2 separate regions of the Zea mays genome follow, and region 2 is linked to region 1. A link is a contact called in public Hi-C data. All regions are on one chromosome and are shown on one strand. Each heading gives the region's core, a stretch centred on a gene start, on an enhancer-like site or on the middle of the called end of the contact. The rest is flanking DNA. Distances are from core to core; before and after follow the strand shown.

The links. Hi-C and Micro-C count contacts between places; a contact is called where the count stands out from the background.
Region 2: a Hi-C map of ear shows a contact between it and region 1, with 2.2 times the contacts expected there. The contact joins the promoter of LOC100383201 here to the enhancer-like site in region 1. A contact is called at or near these places in 3 of 25 Hi-C or Micro-C datasets (ear, leaf and tassel).

What each region holds. Positions count from the first base shown.
Region 1 is chr7:103,161,791-103,168,171 of Zm-B73-REFERENCE-NAM-5.0, reverse strand. No RefSeq gene overlaps it. Among protein-coding and RNA genes, the nearest start is that of LOC100192014, 26 kb to the right of the region's middle. Within about 2 kb of position 3,626, at least 9 of the 20 cell types and tissues checked have an H3K27ac peak or open chromatin away from gene starts, as enhancers often do. A contact at or near this core is called in ear, where this site is marked.
Region 2 is chr7:103,404,236-103,410,616 of Zm-B73-REFERENCE-NAM-5.0, reverse strand. It overlaps LOC100383201, which reads right to left and starts at 3,987. Exons shown (of 10, transcript NM_001175863.1): 1 at 3,862-3,987; 2 at 3,500-3,776; 3 at 3,056-3,179; 4 at 2,812-2,931; 5 at 2,391-2,508; 6 at 1,168-1,586; 7 at 691-991; 8 at 500-596. The coding sequence starts at 3,957.

The DNA.
Region 1 (6,381 bases), core at 2,377-4,876:
TGACAAGATTCCAACCCCAACAGTGGTGAAAAGGAAGGATGAGTCACATGGATATCTGTTGAACGGAATGAAGAACAACAAGAGGACCAGAAGAATGTTTGGGTACAAGATTAAATCGCCTCAACCGCAAGCAGAAGCGCCAGAACTCGTGACTACCCAAATGGGAGAATCAAATCAAGCTAAGTTGTTCAACATGCAGGCAACCGATCAACCATCATCTGCTGGCAATCAAGCAAAACTGACTCGCAGAGAGGTCAAAGCAAGGGGTGCTTGTTTCTACTGCAAAGAACAAGGGCATTTCATTCGCCAATGTCCCAAGAAGCGTTTAGACCGGCTCGCGAAGAAGGCCTTCAAGCAGAACTCAACCAGTGATAATCAAGAAGAAATTGTCTTCACCCACTCAAAGTACAAAGTAATTCAAACAAGTGATGAGGGCGGCAGGTTGCTGAACATAAGCGTCGAGCCGAGAGAGTGATGAGCCTCTTGTTAGTGGGTAGATCTGTTTGTAAGGTCTTGTGAACAGCCGATGAACCAACCTTGTTTTTCTTGCTAGCTTCTTCTTGAATCCCGGGACGAGATTCCTGTTAAGGGGGTTAGATTTGTAACACCCTAAATTTGGGGTATAAAACTTCTTTTCTAATATCCACCAAATTCAGGTGTTACCCTCTTCTTTACTTGCTTTTCTTCCCTCTTTTTTGTTTCTAAATAATTGACATTAACTTTATTATATATATATATATATATATGAGTTTTTGGCATAGCAAAATAAAATCCTAAAGAAGCTTTGATTGTTGCATTCATGTCGTTGCATAATATTTATGAGTGCAAATGTTTTTCAAACTATATCGATTTATCTTGATCTTGTTTCCAGAGGCTTTCGGGAACCTTCAAACATTTCTTCGAGTATTAAAATATGAACTTTAGTTTTTCTAATAATAATTAAATACTTAAAATTTAGTATTTGCGAAAACTACAAAATCTTGGAAACTCAATAATATATATATATATATATATATGTGTGTGTGTTCCTCTCGTCGAGCCCGTTCTAGACCTCGTGTCCTTTTCACGGGATCGTTAAAATGTCTTTCCTCGCAAACGCCATGTTGCTCGTGTCTACCCTCGTCGTGCTCGCAATCGCCTCTCTCTCGCCCGGTCGTGACACAATTTACGATGAATGTAACACCCCTAGTGTTTATATTGCGAACGACAACAAGTATGGATTTAAGCGCGAGATATCAGTAAATAAAATGGTCACTGAATTCTAGTCATCTTTGTCTATCACGATCTTAATATCGTATATGTCTTCGTCTATCTAAGTCATTTAAAAAATTAGAGAAATTTGGACTTTAAAAATCTTTCAAGACGTTGAGTCTATGTTGTTCAGATCGATCGAGTACGTGAATGTGATTTCAGAAAGAGTTCGATTTTATAAATTCGACCACAATCCATATCCAAGAAAAATAAGGCGTAGAGTTATAAATTGAGCTGCTCTCTAGCTGAATGTTCAGATAGCGATGAAATTCGTTTAGGTTCAACTAAATCGAATGTCTATTAAAATATCGAATCCAATATCGTTTGGTTTGATCCGTCGACGTCGGGCTAAAACTCAGCCTTGTAATTTTGCCCCAAACAAATTTATTTAAAATTCGACAAATAAAGTTTTCAGTTCAAAATAATCTTGACCCTGTGTGTTAATTGAGAAATCGTGTTCGAAGATTTATAATTGAGTTTTGTTTTCCAACAATTTTTCAACGGCAGAGAAATTCAATGTTCGGGTATAAATAACTGGTATAAATTTATCTGATTCTAGGAATCTTCACCAAATCAAATATTGCCTAAACATTGTAGCCTGACAAATTTTAGGTCTGATCATTTATGTATCTTGTCCAAAAAAACCTGATATCTAGGATTGTATTTATATTTGTTTTCTCTCCAATTACAAAAAAAGAAGAAAATATCCTCTCTTGATTTTTATCCCCATCGCACATCACACATTTCTTCTTCTCCGTGCACATCACACATTTCTTCTTCTCCGTGCACGTAAGCTTCTGGACTCAGGGGCGGAGGGCCCAGTATGGCTTTGTATTGCTTGGACAATACCTTGGCGTAGCCCAAGAAATTAACCACAAGGAACAAATCGAGTCCTAACCCTAAAGCTTCCTGCTCTAGCCACTCGCAAACAAGAACACAGCCGCCGAGGCTCCCCTCGCAAGAATGCATCCGCCAGCTCTGTCGCAGCGTTGCTCCGTCCACCTCCGGCCTCTCCCGACTCATCAGCGTCGGACCATCGAGCTCCTCCCCGCTCAGGACCTCTGACACCGAGCTCCGCATATTCTACTCGGCGCTGCCCAGCATTGCCAGGTCTTCTCCAGCGCCATGTTCCAACGTCTGCCTAGGCGTCGTGCGGCCGGTGCCGCCGTGCCGAGGTGCGCCCCCGCTCCCTGCCCGAGCCTAGTACTCTCCTCTGCCTAGCTCCTGTTCGGCGGTGTTCCGCCCGTCCCGCTAGCCGCCTAGAGCAACCAGCAAGAAGCAACTAAAAGCTCTACGGCCTCCAAAGATTATTAGTATTATTAGTTCATCCGATAGGTTATTAGTTCATTCTAGAACACCCAACCCGATTGATTCTCAGAATATTTTGCTTGGGGGACCATGTTGGTGGCCTTGCTTGCCTGATTTTTTGATCGTTGTAAGCGCAAAACTGGAACCAGATGAATTTTATGATGAAATTCTATCACTAATTTATCATATTTAGGCTGCCAAGATCGTACGCTATCGGCCTGCCTTTACAGGCACCCTGAAAACTGAAACATCCATCCAGGAGCACCTAGCTATTTTCGCACGCTAAGAACTAAAATGCGATGCGCAACCAAACAATGTGTTCAACTCGTTCTTCCACATCAGCTACTCACAAACCGTGTAAATGCAAGTGTAGATATGTACAACAACCTTTTACCGGTTAGGATTAGACTCAACTGAAGATATATCTTTTCACTTATTTCACAGTTTTTATTTCAATTTATCATTATTAGTCCATTTTCTCTTTTCCAGATTTTATCGCTATATAACATTTGGATGTAAATATATTATGATCGCTATGACTCTTGTTCATCACTTATTTTGTAGTTATGAATTGCTTTAGACTGTGTTATGAATTTTTTTCATTATTAATTTAGCAATACCTTAATTTTGGTTCGTCCTCCACCACTATTTGCTGGCATGCCTCTCTCATCTCGTCCTATCTGCAACCTTCGGTCGTATCGACTGGAGGGCCATCCGATCCGCGGCTCCAGATCGGAGTATCGGGCCAATGAACGAACGAGCTACAAGTTCGGTACCCGGGCGGGGCCAGAGGTGGTTGTCTTTCCCCGATCTCATCGTGTCTCCAGGGCGGAGGCCATGCGATCGGAATTGAATTCCGTGGCAGGGAGGGAGGGGGGTTGCGAGTTTACCCCCACACCAGTAAACAACGTGATGGCGCCGGAGCCAACGCAATGGGGCGCGATCCGTCCGTCCGTCCGTCCATGGGTTTTTAAAGCCACGAATCTACTCCCCTGCTCTGTCCTGTCGTGGAACAAGAGCAAAGGTACGTGCCGCCCCGCCTGGGCCTGCCAAACGCAAGCCTGTGGGTGCGGTCTGTGGTGCGCGCCATGGATCGGAGCTGCTGCCCACGCATGGGCGCGTCGCCGCCGCCGCTGCCCATGCGCTTCGACAGTCCCGTCCACTGTTCTGCTTCTGCAGGAGATCATACATACGTATGGGTGGTGCTCATTTTCAGCGAGCAGGAGCTTGCGGCACTGCTTTCCACGCCCGAAGGGGGGCACCATGGCGCTAGCTGGACCTGGAAAACACAGACTGCTCGCTGCAGTTTCAGCTGCTCCTGAATCGTTTTACTCTGTTCAAGCACGGATTTCTCGATCGATCGGGGGGAGCAGGACTAGCAGATGGTGAGCCTCGCACCTGGCAAACCAAACCAAATCAGACGGATAGAGTTTCGTCAACTCTAGATTAAAAAAATATAGATATAGGTTCAATTTTTCCTCCAAAATGCTACCAGCTCGCTCTACCGTGGATCTGATCCACCAAAACTATAGATTTGGCCCCCAGATTTAATACATTAGAGTCTGTTTGGAAACACATTATTTTCCTAATTCCAATATGATACTGTGGTATTTCAGTACACCATGATATTTTAGGACAAAACGTGTACGAAATCATATCTGGAAACTCTATATTTTAAATCATGGTTTCACCAATACCATAATATTTTGGTTCTAAAAAAACTTTGGTCTAGACCAAAACTTTTCGCTGGCGCACGACTACGGTCTTGCACTTTATCCTTCCCTCCTATGCCGCAACCAAAATATTGTGTTCTCCAAACGAGTGTTGGATTAGGTTGATGTGAAAATATACCATGGTTGTGTCATATGACATTTAGTAAATTGTGGTTTTTAAAAACAATGTTCCCAAATAGGCTGGAGCTCCCCGATGGGCGCTCCACCAAATTCATTTTTAATGAAGTTGAACAAAATTACCCACCATACAACTAATTACGAAAAATGGGTTGTTCTAAATTTTTTCTGATCGCCTTCTCTTCCTGTCATCGACCAGAGCCACGCCACCCCATCTCGATCACGAGAGAAACACCGCCCTTCACTAGCAACCCTCGCCGGTAGCACGCGCCTCAGCCCTCCGATCGACCACGCCTGCATCCCTAGCCACCATGCCCCCATGGACATCTATGCGCTCCACTAGCTAGGCCATGCCACCATGCCCCTATGGTTGGACGTGCACTCACTTAAGGCTTTGTTTGGGTACATAGGGATTGAAGTGTATTGAGGTGTATTGAAGGGGATTGAAAAAAAATTAGTTCATATTACACTTCAATACACCACATACCACCTCAATCCACTTCAATCCGAGATTACCCAAACAAACCCTAACGAGGCCAAGCCCACCAATCAGGGCCATGCTCGTGTTGGGCAAGGTCAGGGTTGCACTCGCACTGCCCGGGGTAGGGCTGGTCGTCGGCCATGCCTGTTGTGGCCATGTGAGTCTATGACTCCTATGGCCCTATGAACATATGTAGGAGGGAGGTGAAAGCTCTCGTGTGATTTTGGTAATTGAAACCACTAGTAGACTTATCTCAATTCTAAGTATTATAAATAAGATAGACTAGTTCTATATCCAAGATTGAAAAGGAATGATAATCATAGAAAGTATGATCTTAGCCATAAAGAACAATAAGTGCTCAACATGAAAAGAAGAAGAAAACAAAATGCAAGGGCTCAAGACAAAGGTGTAGCTAGGGATTTTGTTTGCTGATCAAGATATAATAGAGTGTGTGATTGGATTTAGAATAAGTACTCATACTATAAAGAGGGGAACAATCAAGTGCTCCATACATGAGTACCATACCTTGTAAAGTCATGAAATGTCACACTCGGCTTTAAGGGACAAAGCCGGGTGCATCTCATACATGCGGCAAAGAAGACAACATATATAATAACATAGTGTATAGAGATAAATGTCACAATAATCAAAGTACCTATTACATAGCAGAAGTCTTACAAAATAAAAGATAAATATAACAGGATCTAAAATCCATCCTTGGCGCCAGAAAGTCAACTGGGAGACGCCACCTAGATCGAATCGAACTCCTCGTTGTGGCTCCTCTTGAACCACATGTTCTTCTCCTATGGGGGGCCGGGGTGTGAGACAGCAAGGGTGAGCTCACACAGGATCATAGCTCAACAAGTTGTGGGGAATAATGTGGCATGAACTCACCAAAGGTGGGAGTTCATGTGATGTGTAAGGCTAATCAACAATAGGGGTTAAAGCTGAGCATTGCCTTTAATAAGTTGGTCAAAATTTTATTAGCAATTACTAGATGTAAGTAAATACCAAACCATAATAAATAATAATAGAACAAAATTAATTAACAAATCCCATACAATGCAAATGACAAATTGAGTTTAGGTTCCATATTTAAATGATCAGAGAGTCCTGAGCTGCTCATGACCGTGAGCTCGGCTAGTATACCAGTTTTACACTCTGCAGAGGTTGTACCCTGTACCCACAAGTCGTGTATCCCATGTCGCTAGGGTTAGCCAGACCCTTAGACACTACTGAGGTGAATGGCTAGGGATCCACTACGAGGCCTTTACAAAGTTCCACTAGCTTCCGAAAATCCGCTACAGTTTATAGGAAGAGCACTTGTAAGAATCCCCCGTCTGACCGCCATCGCAGCAAAATCAACCCGAGAACCTCCTTGCATGCAATCCCCTACTGCCATTGCCCCTTTCGGGTAAGGTAGTCTTCACTAGCTTTTCTAGTTAGTTGGCCAAGGGCGTCCCATTAAACCCTTGTGGTGGCACATGTTTC
Region 2 (6,381 bases), core at 2,738-5,237, 240 kb before region 1:
GAGAGAGTTATTGAGCATCATCCGAGAGAAATAACAAGAATCTCCTTGAACCAAATTGGTTTCATACCCAGAAGGTGAACCATAGAAGCCATTTTCTTAATAAGATAAGTGATGGAGCAGTATAGGGAGCAGAAGGACCTATACATGGTTTTCATTGACTTGGAAAAAGTTTATGTCAAAATACCAAGGAATGTTATGTGGTGGGCTTCAGACAAACATAAAGTTCCAGCTAAGTATGTTGGACTCATCAAGGACATATACAACAATGGTGTAAGTAGTGTTCAAACAAGTGATGGACATACCAAACAATGTTGAACAAATATAATATTAAATATTTAAATTGTCAACCATGTGCGACAAGCAATGTGTTATGTTTCAGAAAAATGCATTTTTTTACTACTGTATAATGAAGAGCATATTTCTTCCCTACTGCGTGTGGTCATGTCTTTTCATTTGTTTAATCAAACAACCAAAAGGAGGAGGAAAAATGCAGTCTCACCTGGATTCACCATAGAGAATTCAAATCCCAGTTTTTTGGCTGCTAGATGAAATATCTTGTTAACAGCGTCTGCTTTAGACAATGGTACAGGAACAGCCTATGCAAGAAATTGGGAGGATTACCATGTAGCATGATCATGGCAAAGTTTCGGCACAATTGTAAATTTCATATCAGGTGTGAAGCATCCATACCTGCAGGTTTGCATGGTGAGAGCGTGGTGAAACCCACTCAAAGTAGACTGCAGTTTTTCCTTGCTTCTCAAAGTACTTACTCAGAGCAATCTTATATCTCCCAAGTTCTGCCTCTGCTTCCGGAGGCATCATCAATGTACTGGGGCAGTGTTCCACGGGAATCATTAGAACGTGATTTGGAACAAGTGGCCCCTTTGCAAGTGTGCAGTAGTAACCTTCACCGATGCTAATGACAAGATGTGACTCGACATCTGGACTCGACAAGCAGAACCAGCAACTGCTCTCCACTCGTCTTCTTTCACTGGAGTTCGAAAAATACAGAATGAGGTAAATACTAAAACAAAAGGCATGCCTACAGAGTCAGAAAAAGAGATTGTGTACTGCTTGTATTCTTGTTTTGTTATCTTCTTCTTTTAATGAAATGATACGCAGCCCTCATGCGTATTCAAGAAAAAAAGATTGTGCTGCTTTTCTCACCTAGGAGGTCTTGCATCCCTTAGAGCAGTCTCCCCAGAAAGACTGTGAACAAACTTGCATTCTGGGCCCCTCTCACATTTTCCTTTGTTTAGAAAATCAAAACAGACATTTCTCTGGTAATGCTCCACTGCCTCTTCATCATGCCTATAACTGCATCTACTCCCTCTTTGACAGGATCCTGAGGATACAAATTTGAAACACAATCCACCCCCACCAGCTTCCCCATGCCTTTGCCGCTTGACATCATAACGCCAATATTGTGAATCTATGTTCTCCGCTGCACGTTTTGGAGCTTCTTCGATAGGAACTGATTTTGCTGAACCAACATATGGTGACAAAGTGGCGTTTGGAGGCTTGGCATTGATATCAGCACTGGACATGACAGATGCTGGAGTAGGAGAAATCGCATGAATAAATTTCTGAAAAGTATATGCAATAAGTACACAATTAATGACTTAAATTGCTAGGTAATTACAATGTATCAATGATGTAGCACATTTGAAGTAGAATTTTTTGGCTAGTAGGTAACATATAACTGGGAAGCAATTAGTTATTTGACACATATACTAAGTTACTGAAGATAAAAATGCATGAATGATTTTTATATCTCGGAAGGAACTCGACCTGCGGGGAGTAAGACAGCCCCTAGGCATTGTATTAAGAATACCTTCTCACGCAGGTCGAGAAAACCCCCGAACCCTTGCCCCACCCATACACAGCGGCACCATATCCCATGTGAGAACGACCGGGACCAAGCATGTGCTTTGGCATGGGACAGACGAGGGAATTTTTTAACTATGGTCTGAAATTCGCTCCCACAAGGAATCAAACTCAAGACCTGATGAGTACTACTCAGACCACCTAACCAACTCAATCTTAAAACATATCCCCTCCGGTCATAAATAAGCGATTTTTGGATTGTGTGCAGTCTACTATTTCAAATTTCGATTCAAATTTACCTTTTTGCGTGTTGAATTTGGATATATTTGAAAATGATATGAGTAGGTTTGTCTTGAAAAGTAGTTTTAAAACAGATACTTTTGATGACAAAAAAAAGTAGTCCAAATTGCATTCTGAGAAGTGGGAACCATGTCCATGTCCAAATAATCTTGGATACAGTAGTGTGCAAAATACTATAGAGGATAAAAAGGTAGTATAAATATGAACGAACAGGTTTTCTTTCTTTTTTGAACAAGAAGTTGGTTTGATCTGTATATAGATACCTGCTTCTCTTTGTTTCCAACATTAGCAAGTCCAATAAAGCGGGTAACATGAGCAGCAGAATCATTGACATATGGTTCCCTTGAGTAAAAGACACCTTTTGTGCCAGCAATGTGATATCTGCATGAACCAAACGATGTCACAAATCTGGATAAGCTTACATTATGTTTTCTGCTACATAATGCACAAATCACTGATCAGCTTAATTTAGTAGTCAGCAACAGAGTATATATATTATAATAAAAATATTATTGTTTATATCCCTTCCTTAGACCCCACTCATGTGGGAGCCTCTGGGACTGGGTCTGCCCTTTTTACAATATCAGCATTACAGCCGTACGGAAGCTGCATGTTAATGCTTTAAGTTGACTTTCTCAATAACCATTTCCTTTTTGTGTATGAACTAGGAAGTCAGAACCAAACCTTGGTTTAATCTCAGCAACCAATTCAGCAACAATAGGATCATACCCATTGGGATCCAAAACCTGATTAGGCACATTGGAAGTGTCAGACCCACTGACCACTCCAGTCGGCCATTCATTAGTGCAATCTCGTTACTGTCAAGGGAACCTAAATTTGATGCATCCAGAATAGATGCTAACACAAAGCAACTCAATATTAATATTAGCAAGCAGTGAAAGAAACAGTATAAGGGAAAAAAGGATATGTCAAGAACAGATCGTCAATCCCTGGCTCTTCTGCAAGAGCCCGTAGGGCATCCACATCATCCTGGCTGTAACAGCCAGGCCCTCCTAACCCTTTCCTCCCTGACAAATAAACCACCGACAAACCTACAGACAGGAAACATTATGTATGGGTGTGCTAGAGGAAAGGTGAGACTAAATCAGTTCACATTCAGACTTTCAGGCATCACTAGTTCACTACACACTGTTCAATGAGGTTCCATAACACTTTTAAGGATGTCCAATTATACGAACAGGTTTTAGTATCTTCAACCACGAGAGGCGACTCCTGCTTAGTTGCCTGAGTGCGATATAGTGCAACATTCGACTAACTCCACAGTATCTCTGTCAAAAAATTTAACTAGCTGGTAGCAAATCTTTTGGCCTTGTATAATGAAATCAATTAGCAGCAGACCAAGAAAACACACCGTGGAGGGTGAAGCGGTTGCTTCCCCTAAGCCAGAAGACGTTGGGGCATATCTCGATGCCACCGGGTGCGAACCCGCGAGCACCAGCGGCGGCCTTCGATAGCAATCGCGGCGCGGCTGGGCCGTAGTCGCCGGTGAAGTAGGTCGGGATGGGCACGGAAGCGCGCCCCTCGAGGTAGTCGGTGACGTCCTCCGGTGAGCCCTCTGCAGCACCCTCGGGGGAGAAAAACTGCCCCACGCAGAGCAGCGCGTGGAACGGCCCCGTTGACTGGTTCACCTGCGGGTGGGCAGCGCACGGTGTTACGGACCGACGACACCAGCAAGAGGAGGAAGAGATAATGGTGGGAGGAGGGGGTAGCCACCGATTTGACGCGCTTGAAGAGCTGGTGGAGTCGGCCGTGGGCATCCCCGGCGAGGAGGATGCGCGGCGGCGCCGGGGCCGGCGAGGTGGCGGCCATTGTGGGTTGGGTTTTGGACTTTGGGACACGACGAACGGGACAGTGACAAACTTCGGATCTACAGTCCTTTTGGCCCGTTTCTTTGTGTGCTTTACTCTAATTGGGCCAGGGTTCCCCAAATTTGATTGGGCCAAAAAAGTAGGGGGTGTTTGGCTCAAAGAGTCAATCTATTCTAGATAAGGTAATACATTATATGACGACTAATCAAGTGCCCGTGCGTTGCAACGACATACAAAATATTAGTGCACAATAATTATATAAAAACAAATAACACATATTATCAATCTCAATCTTATAAACTCTCTGGCAACAACCAATGAAGAATTAAACTAATACAAATCAATTTACAATACAATGTGAAAACCAAAAAACAAAGTCTAAGGGTATGTTTGGTTGGGTTGTGGCTGTGAAAAAAGTTGATGTGGACTGTGAGCTGTGGAAAAATCTACTGTATGTTGTAAGTTGTTAAAAAGCTAAAAACCGTTTGGTGGAAACCACTAAAAGTCATTAAAAATTCTTCGATATATGTTTTCATAGTTCCATCTGAAAAGCCACTAAAAGCAGGTCCAGGGGTGCTTTCAGATTTGCACTACGAGAAAGTCGACTTTTAGAAAAAGCTGCTTCCTGGATCCAGCCCTTTGGTTGGCTTTTGGCTTTTAGGGGGGCAAAAGCCAAAGCCAAAAGTCAAACCAAACAAACCCTAAGAAGTGAGTACAATGTTTGTGCATTGCGAGGATTGAATGGTAACGAAGTGAATATACATTAAAATTCATACCAAAAGGACGAGAATAATAAGTGAGAGCAAAAATTCGGAATCTTTGTTTCTTATCCTAAACTCGAGTATTTGCAAATAACATCACATATGTTGTATTCTCGTACTTCATATTGTTTGCAACTAAACACTGACGTGCTTAATAATATTTTGTAGTTCTTCTAGAATATTGTCATTACATTCAGTCTGTACTTCATCAATTCTACCAAGAATTTGGTCCTCGGTACACTTGAAGTCTGTACATTCGGTATAAGACAACATTAAATTTAGTAAAAACAATTAGTTATAGAAAAAATGATATTGACCAAGTATTAGAACTACACAGTTACTCACAGTGGAAATGCAGGATAACCTTTTACCATTCCACGAGTGCATAAAGTTGATAACAAGAAAGCCTGACAAATCCCTACAAATTAAAATAACTCATTCTTACATATATATAGCCAAAATTATTTAGTTGACTTCAAGGTATAAGAAATTACCAGTTTAATGTTTTTGGAACCCATGATGGTACTATACGATGCCACATATAAATATCGTCCTTCCATGTAGGATTGGCCAATTCTATGGTGGCATTCATATTATGGCAATACTATGTGTTTTATGAATATAATGAATGCTTGGATCGTTACCCTTTAAACCATGATGGTAGAGGCATGGAGTCTATTATGAGTGTGTTTGGTTTGAGGAATTAAGTGATCCATCTTCTTCTCACTCCTCACTTTTTTATTTGGTTTATGGAATAGAATGGATTGATCCATCACCACCCCATTCTTCATAAGCTAATAATTAGTATATACATGAGGAGTGGGTTGATTCCACCAAAATTAATGGAATAAATTTATGATGCATCACCTCATGAAGCATAGAGTGACTCCACAAACCAAACACACCATATATAGATGCTTCTGGTGTTCATGTTAAATACATATAAACTGAAGTGACCCAAGAAACAAAAGGGCAATAGAATCTGTAAGTTAAACAAAAGGAGTATAGCTTACTTGGCTGCAATCTGAAATATTATACTCCATGTCAAGCCAACATTCAAATAAATTTGCCAATACATTGGTATCTAGCTTTGCACGAAGGCGAGGGTCTTGACCATAATTAGATATGGACTATTTATTGTCATTTCAGTAAAATATAGTGATGTCGGCGTTTCGACCCCGGGGGGTCCCTGGACCGACGAGTAAATTGTCGCTGCGTGTCCCAGCCCAGATGGGTCGGCGCGAGACGGAACACAAAGGGGGGAAGAACAGCAAAAGGGGAAGTCGCGGCCTTCGTGTTGTCCTGCGCCCAGGGTGGATGCGCTTGCAGTAGGGGGTTACAAGCGTTCGCGTGGGAGAGAGAGAGAGACTGTCAGCTAGCCCGTTCTCCCGCGCGGCCACCTTCTCGTACGAGAGCCCTGGACCTTCCTTTTATAGACGTAAGGAGAGGGCCCAGGTGTACAATGGGGGGTGTAGCAATGTGTTAACGTGTCTAGCTGAGAGGAGCCAGAGCCCTAAGTACACGCCGACATGGCTGTTGGAGAGGTGTTGCTGCCCTGTTCATGTGATGTCGTGGCCGTCGGAGGAGTGCCTGAGCCTTGAAGGAGTACAGCTGTCGGAGCTGTCGGGTCCTTGCTGACGTCTCCTTGCTTTCGTAAGGGGCTG